Linked DNA regions of Cricetulus griseus: region 2 is linked to region 1. Evidence: chromatin contacts called from public Hi-C data. All regions are on one chromosome and are shown on one strand. The core of a region is the stretch at or near the end of the contact, and the rest is flanking DNA. Distances in the headings are between cores, read along the strand shown.

The links. Hi-C and Micro-C count contacts between places; a contact is called where the count stands out from the background.
Region 2: a Hi-C map of the CHK-Q cell line shows a contact between it and region 1, with 4 times the contacts expected there. The contact joins the promoter of Znf462 here to the enhancer-like site in region 1. A contact is called at or near these places in 3 of 8 Hi-C or Micro-C datasets (the CHK-Q cell line, the CHO-K1 cell line and fibroblasts).

Annotation. Positions count from the first base shown.
Region 1 is chr2:88,860,459-88,864,642 of CriGri-PICRH-1.0, reverse strand. The region is part of intron 1 of Znf462 (zinc finger protein 462); the gene reads left to right. Among named protein-coding and RNA genes, the nearest start is that of Znf462, 55 kb to the left of the region's middle. Within about 2 kb of position 2,217, at least 2 of the 6 cell types and tissues checked have open chromatin away from gene starts, as enhancers often do.
Region 2 is chr2:88,915,313-88,919,508 of CriGri-PICRH-1.0, reverse strand. Znf462 (zinc finger protein 462) reads left to right here and starts at 1,671. Exons shown (of 14, transcript XM_027403067.2): 1 at 1,671-1,932.

The DNA.
Region 1 (4,184 bases), core at 968-3,467:
ATTAGAATTGTGACTGAGGAGATCTGGGGAGTTAGGTGTCTTATAAATGAAAGTAGGTTTCTGGAGTGGACAGAGGAAAAGCACCTTCTGGTATATCTGGATCTGGTTCTCAAAGGCTTTGAAGGTTATAATTAGTTGCTACTTAATCACATGGCTGTGGGGCTTCACAGCTTCATTTCTGATCTGCAGTGCTGTGGTCAGAGAGGATTAGACAGGCAGGGCCTGGGTGTATTCATTTGGTCACTTCCTGGAGACAGTTGAACCTTGACTTGAGGACCATCTTATACTCTTGGCCATCAAGCTAGAAGAGTAGTGTTTGCCAAGCTGACCTGGACAAGGGTTGAAAGTGTCAGGCTCTTGAGAAGGCTGTGAAGCGGCAAGGACACCTCAGGTCTCCAGTGACACGTGAGCTTGGAAGGATACAAAGTGACACTGCTTTGACTGCTTTCTTTTTCCCAGAAGGAAGAGTGTGTGTGTGTGTGTGTGTGTGTGTGTGTGTGTGTGTGTGTGTGTGTGTGTGTGTGTGGCCACAAAGGACCCTGGAGTTCTCAGCACCAGTGGGTGAGCAACAGGATCAATGCAGATTAGTGTTGAGATGCAAAGTGCAGGATGTGTCCACACCACCCTTTTCCTCATTCCAGTGTGTGTTTTCCAGATCTCTAGTGTGGACTATGAACACTCTCAAGGATGTCTTCAAGACATTGCTAAACATAGACAACGGACTTGAGAGTTTCTCATCCAAACACTACACTTTGAACTCATTAAGTATGAAGTGAAGAAGCCATTTGATAAAACTAGTTTGAGGATGAGAAAGGATGGTTTAAGGATTTCCTGTACAGAGAACTGGTCACTGAGGTGAAGGTTATTTTAGAATGGAGTCTCCTCACATCACAGTTATTATCACCTATTAGAAGTGGAACTATCTGAAGGAAGCGTATTTGGTCTTAAGGGGCCTGGAGATATGGCCCTGGAAGGGGCAGGTAGTGGGAGATGGGGACATCTTTTGGGTTTATATATCGAGCTCCTGACCTTTAAGAATAACATTTCTTTTCAGTTAGTTCAGAAACTTGCATTTCTCCTCTTAATTGTGTTGGTTTGGAAAGTGAGAAAAAGATTGATAATCTCATAATTGTGGGTGTTATTAAATGAAGGAAATATGAGAGCAAGGTTTTTTGCTTGAGATCATTGTCTTATAGCAGACACTTTCTAAGTTAGCCTCTTACAGCCGTTGCCCCTCCGAGTCGACAAACAGTCAAATACACAGACTTGAACGTGTCATCTTTCTTTCCCATGTTGTTGCCTTCTTAGAGGATTATGCTCTGCTCCAGAAACATACTTATTGATTGATGGATGGATGGGTCATTCCCAGGTCCCCTTTGCTTGGTAGCTGTCCTTTCCTACTTCTCCTGCTCTTGGTTTTTGCATGTGTGTACTTCTACAGTCTCATAAATATATCAAGTTACTTGGATTGTTTGGGCCACGCCAGCAATTTCTGTTTTCTTCTCCTGTCAGCATCTTCAGGAGAGCCGTGTACACAAAGACAAAATGGCTTTCAAAGTGGGCTACATTCTCATTGCAGTATTGGTGCAGACATCAAATTGAAGGCCACTCAGCTCTACCTGCTGGTGGTTGTATGAGCTGCCTGGAGATTAACCTCTTCTAAGGCTCTGAGCTATTTTTGAGGTCAAGACTGCAACAACATTAAAGCTAGAACCCATTAGAAAATCACTTTCATCATCTCTTCTTTTTCCAAATCAGTGGCTCTTTTTTTTTTCTTTCTGATCTCATAACCCTTTAATCTCCTTTGTAGCTGAACAAGGAGACAGTTAGTGTTTGCATCCAATGAGGTTAGCATCCTTGAGAGATAACAGCTTCAGAAGACACCAAGATTATTAGAGGAGTGTTTGGAGAGACGAACTTCATCTCCATGTTGGACTGCCTCCATGCTGAAGGTGTTCCGCTCTCCTGGTGCAAGCATGGGCCATTTTTGTGGATGTTTTGCACAAACCAGGCTCGAAGTCTCCAAAAGAGACACAGCAGAAAGCCCTTTGTTGCATTATTTCTAAAGGCTTGAAGTTTGGAAGGGAAGGGATTTTGTTTTCCTCTGAGCTACACAATGGAGCTTTCACAGAACCTCTTTAAAAAGGAATAGCTACAGCCTTTGTGTTGAAGGGTGTGTCTTTTGGCAGGGTCTGCTGATGCAGACAGACTGGCTGGTGATTAACAAAGGTCATTAGACTTTGGAATCTGGCTAGCAGCCTCGGATGGTATGTCTTCTGTGTGTGGAAGGAAGACTCCCAAGAAACCAAGGCATTCTGGAGGTCCCTTCTCCAGGACACCCCTAAATCTGGCCCAGGGACATCCTGATCTAACCAGTATTCTGCTGGAACTGATGGGCCAGCCTATCAATCATGGGATAAAAGAACCTTTGGAGATCTTGGTGAATGTCATTTGAGGAGAAAGGTGCTGCTTTTCGGGAAGAAATGAAAACAGTTAATTCTTTGTTGGGAAGAGCGGAGCTTAGGAGGAGCCCAGCCTGCCCTTGTAGCGTTTCACTTGTGATTGTCAGCCCAGCAGAATCCAAGAGAAGCCATGTTGTGCACGGAGGAGAAGCTCTGAGCTAAAATGGCTGCTCCTCTAGCTCAGTGGACTAGGGCAGCTTAGAGTCTTAGAGCTTCAGTGACGGTGACGCAGGAGCTCCTATCTCCTGAAAGGGTGATAAACACATTCAGCAGAGCTGTGGCTTGCTTGGCTGAGATGAAAGGACTAAGCTTGGGGGATGGGGAGTGCGTATTGGATGATCTGCTTTTTTTTTTTTTTTTTTTTTTCTGTGAAGTGTTCTAAATGCAGGAGTCGTCGTCTGCACCATGGAAAAATTTGTTTTCAGGTCTAATGGACTGTGCGAAAGGAGAAGTGGGGTGGGGCCTCAGTGACTGCTGTAATTTGATCCAGAGCTGATAGCAACCTCTTCCACACAATTTAGGCTGGTGCTCAGACATAAAAGCTTGTGTATCTGGAATATTGAGACTTAGTTAGCTGAAGGACTCTGGTGCCCAGTTCTATGTTTATTGAAACAGGATAAACTGCTGGGTAAAAGAAGAGGAGGTAAAACATCTCTGTCTCACTGTGCAAAGCTCTGTCCCGAGCTGGACTTCGCCAGAATTTATTTTAGCAGGCTACTGGCAGAAGCATGCTCTCCTACAAAATCCTCACCCCACGGCTCTTTGCACTCCACTGACACATTATGACTAGACTTTGTTCCTCCAGCAGAAATCATGTGACTTTTATTCGAGTTATAGAAAATTGCATCATAAAACGACTTGGCTGCCACTTGAATTCTTAAGACACTTGGTTCTAGATTACAATGACTTAGTAGGGTTTGTGATACACTTCATGAAGTAACTTACTCATTCAGATATTAATTGGGTAACTCCCCAAGGATATATACCAACACTGGAAGAGCTACGACTCCCCAATATACTTTTTGACTTCTTCATGGTAGGACTCTCCCTTGAGCTAGCACGAAGCTTTCCATAGATTTCAGTCACACAGTGAATTACAGAATAAGGCAAATGGACTATGCTTTGCTTTATTCCACACCAGGCCCACCAGCTGACTTTGTTATTGTTGTTTTGTATAGGATAGGAGTAGAAAAGGAAAGCCCTGTCTCAGAAACCCCTCTTCAGAACTACTAGTTTCTGTGGTCGTAATGCAAACCCAAGTGCCAAAGTACAATCTTAAACCAGAAACTGAATTGTCATCTAAAGTTGGTTGCTTGGAAATCTCATGAGAAATATTTTATGACCTAATTAGACTGGAGAAGCTGTTAGGTTTTAATTGGTAGGTAGTAAAAGAGCAAATAACCACTTACCTCATGGCAGGGTAGAGCTACACTATTTGGGGAAAGGAAGAAAGATGTGAACCCCAATATCAATAAAGTTATTAAAATAATAAAAGTAATAGTAAAAGCCACAGCCATTTCTAAGAATTAATCCTGTTACCATTTGGTGGTAAAACACTAATGTAATAATATGGAAATTGGGTAAAAGAAATGGAAATTCCCTTGCTTTTCTCTGGGTATGTCCTTTTTCCTTCTTAGAAGGTTATAGTTCAAAAAGAAAAAGTCCAAGGAGAAATCAGAATCAATATTAAGTTACCTAGACTTCTGAATATGGTGGAGAAAC
Region 2 (4,196 bases), core at 422-2,921, 55 kb before region 1:
TAAAGAGGACAATCTCGCCCAGGATCCTCCACACCGCGCCTTCACCGGATGCGCGCTCCTCAATGCGAAGGAATCCAGCAACAACCCCTAATTCAGAGGCGGACAAAAGAAACTTTAATTAAGGTCCCTGCCCCGCGCGCTGCGCTGCGTGCTTTTCTCTCCTGGGGCTGTAGATGTCCAACTAGAGCATCTGAGAAATAGAAATGGTACCGTACACCAGCCCATGCCCTTGAACTTCAATTGCTCCTGACTTGCTGCATTGATTTTTTTTTTCTTGTACTGTAGTGCCCCCCCTCCATCCTAAATCAAATTAAAGCCTTAGGAGATCTTTGACCTGGTGAGAGAGGGAGTGGAAACCCACTTCTTTGAAAAAGAGATAGTTCAGAGTGATTTGGGGGGAAATTACACAAAATAAAAATTCAAGGTGTGATGCTTCAGCTTGGCTCTCTTGTCTTCAACATCATGACACCTTATCATTAGGAGCGACGATTGTTACTTTCCAAGCCTTTAGATGATCAGTCGGAAAGTGCAAACAACGCGGGGCGCGAGGGTGGAAAGTTATTTAAGTACTACACCCCCCCACACACACACCTTGGTGCGCCGTCAAAACATTTCACAAGTTCGGAAAAGAAAGTGGTGGCTTCTAGATAAAAATGATGGGCTCCTTCTTCTCCTTTTCGTATCAGAAGAGACATAAACCGCACAATGAGCCTTTATTTAGAGGGCGACGACTTAAAAATACATGCCAGTAATGGACAACTTGAGCCCTTCACTGGAGATACACTGCAAGCTGGAAAGGAATTAAAAAGCCCCACGTGGTTGATCTGGGTTTAGACTTGCAACCTTCAGTTCTTCATCTCTGTTCTTTGCAAAGATTGGCCTCTAGATGGATTCATTTGAGGGACCCTTTAGAGCCGGGGCTGGGCGCCTGGGGCAGGGCTGATGGTGCGAGCAGAGCAGGGTTCTCACTGGGGGCTTGCTCCTCTGGCCAGGGAGGTCGGGCGCCTCCGGGAGGCGAGCGCGCACGCCCGGAGCCCGGCGGTCGCGCTCCTCGCGCCGCCTTTTCCGCAGGTCTTTATTCATCTCATCTCTCTCTTCCCCTTCTCCTCCTCCTTTGCCTCCTTCTCCTCCTCTTCCTCCTCCTCCTCCACCACCACCACCACCACCACCTCCTCCTCCTCCTCCACCGCCACCTCCTCCTCTTGCATCTCACTGGCCTGGCTCTGTGTTGTTCAGAGTGACAAAGACAATGTCCCAGCCTTAACTTTGCAACCACCTTGCCTCCTTCTGGGGTTCAGCGCGGGAGGGGGGCGGGCAGCAGCCGCAGCTTCAGCATCTCCTCCAGCTTCTCCTGCGCTTCTCCAGCTCTTGGATAATTCTTCGTATTTCCCCCCCAGCCCTTTTCTCATTTCTTTCTTTCTTTCCCTTCCTCTCTCCTGCACGTTGTTGTTATTAGAAAGGCTTCGCGCACCCCCTGGTGCTCTGGCGTTTTGTGTGGCAGGAGAAGATTGTCTTCTCTCTTTCTGTCTTGCTTTCTCTCTCCCTCTGGTTGCTCATTATTCAGAGAGAGACACAGAGGGAGGGAGAGAGAGAGCGCGCGCGAGGGAGAGGGAGGAGAGGAGAGAGAAGAGCAGAGAGAGAGAGAGAGAGAGAGAGAGAGGGGAGAGAGAGAGAGAGTGAGAGGAGAGGGAGGGAGGGAGAGGGGAGAGAGACGGATATCTCAGGTCATCTGCAGCTGCAGCGAGTCTGAGGAGCCGTGGAAGGCAGGGAAGATGGCGATCCTCCATTGCTGAGACCCGGCAGAAGCACATGAGACTCCCAAACAACTTCCACAACAATAACCCGAGCAGGAAGAGGAGAAAGAGAAAGAGGATAAGGAGGCGGTGGGGCTGGAGAACCCGAAGCACCTCCCGGCGCCGGGACGCTTCTTCTGTAAGTTACTGCAATTAACCACCACCTCCGGGGTGGTCTGAGTGCTCCGGGGAGGAGAGCGCGGGGCGGTGGAGGCACAAACGCGCTCATTCATTCGGCCAAGGAGGGCTGGCGGCGCGGGGAGGAGAGGAAGTCCCCTGCATGGGCTGGCTATGAGGAGAGAGGAGAAGAAGCTAAAGAGAGGAGAGACCGAGGAGGAGGAGGAGAAGGAGGAGGAGGGGGAGGAGGGAGAGCAGCAGGGGGAGGAGGAAGAGGAGGAGAAGAAGCTAGGGAGGAAGAGGAGGAGGAAGAGGAGAAGGTGGTGGTGGTAGCTGTGGAGGTGGCTGTGCTTTTCCTGCTGGCTGCTCCTTCTGCCTTCTGCTGGGGGGGGGGAGCCCTGTGGCTTAATTAATTTCGTGTAGTTCTGTGAAGAGAAGAGAGAGAAATGAGATGAGTGAGAGGAGAGAGCTGGAGGCTTAGGACGGATGCTCCGAGTGTGGGGACAGGAGTAGGGACAGAGAAGGGGGGCGGAGGGCTGGAGGCCAGGAGAGACCTGAGCCCGAGCCAGAGGGAGCAAGCGAGGGGTCAGAGGAGGGAGCGCTCGGAGCGAGCGGCCCCGACCTGAGCGGGTTGACCTCTTTCTTTCTCTGTCCCTCTGCTTCCTTTCCCCTCCTCTGTCTGCCTGTCCCCCGCCCGATGGCAAAGCCGTGCGGATTGGCACCCCCCTCTTCCTCAGGTATTTGGCTCTCCTCTCTCTCTCTCCTCTCTCCTCTCCGAAGTTGGGATGCGGGGTCGGGATGTGTCGAGGGGGTGGCTGCAGCCGCCGCTACTGGGGAGGAGAGAGGCGACGAGCGGGGGGCCGCGGGCCGGGTGGGGGCGCAGGTTGAGGGACAGCTGAGGAGCTGTCTCCAGGCTGAAGGTTCAGAAGCGTCTGGTTGGAGGAGGACAACGGTTTCTGGAGAGGAGAAGCCATTACACACGCTTGGCTCCTCTGAGGCTGGGAGAAAGGAAGGCAGGGGCCTGGAGGGGGGGCGTCTCACTCCTGGTGCGGTTCCCAGGGGTCTGCCCTCCCTCCAGGCACGGGGGGGAAGCCGCAGCCGCCCCCCATTGGAGCAGCCCCTCTCTTTCCCTTTCTTTATCTCCCTGTCCTCCATTTGCAAGCTGTCTGCTTTGGTTCCAGTCCAGACTCCAAAACACAAAGCTCCTTCTCACGTTCATTCTCCAGGCTGTTCACCATTCCTGAAGGAACCCTGGTTTTCTTTTCATTGTGGCTCCTAACCTACAGAGAGGGAGGGGAAGAGGTTGCCTGGAGTTTCTTTTATATTCCTCCCCAACCTTAAAAAAAAAAGAAGAAGAGAGAAAAGAAAAGAAAAAAGTTTCATTTTTAAGCACGCGCCTGGGATGGGAAAAGACCAACCAGTTGGGGCTTTCTCCAGGGCTCCCGGGGGTTGTGTCTGAGTGTCTGTGTTGGCTGTTTGGCTTGGTTTGGTTTTGTTTCTGGAGGTTGCTTGCAGGTTTGGGGAGGGAATTGACTAGTTGGGTTGAGAGCTGGGAACTGAGTCAGGTAAGCCTTGTCATGCTGTAACTCCACCAGAAAATGGAGGAGAGCGGGCTTCCAGGAGACAAAGCTGGGATGAGAAGTGTTTATAAAATTATGGATGTCTCCATTTTGAAGCTCTCTTGGTGATGGCTGGAGGAAGAGGCATGCCTGCCTACTCCTTCTCCCTCTCCAGAGGGAGACCTTTTGGTGGTTCCTCGCTATCTATTCATTAAGCAAGGGAATGAGGGCTTTTAAGGGTTCCTCAGATTTTTCTCCTACCCAACGAGCGCTTTCACAAGTTACTGAGATGTTTGTTTCCATTTTAAAGTAAACTTTTGGAATTTTTTTCTCCTTTGGAGTGGACCTTAAGGGTTTTTGACCTCCTTAAGGAAAGACTAGGCAAAATCTAAAACATTTCCACTGAGATCTTCACACAACTTTCAGCTGCTCCAGGTCCCTGAATGTCTCCAGGAAATGTTACTCCCTCAGTGTGAGGGAGGTTGGTGGCCCTAGGCTGAGATTTTTCTTCCTGTCTTTGCTTTTCTCTTTTGAGTTCTGGGGCTTGGTTATCATTCTGATGCATTGCAAAGACTTTATTGTCTGGTTTAGGGTGATTTCTGCCAGAAAGAATAGAATATGTTCCTTCCAGATCTCAGAGGAACTCTCTCAGACTGGCAGCTTCTTCGGGTTCTACATGTCTCTTCAGGCTGCTCCATTTGTGTGTGAGGCCTTCCTAGCTCCTTTG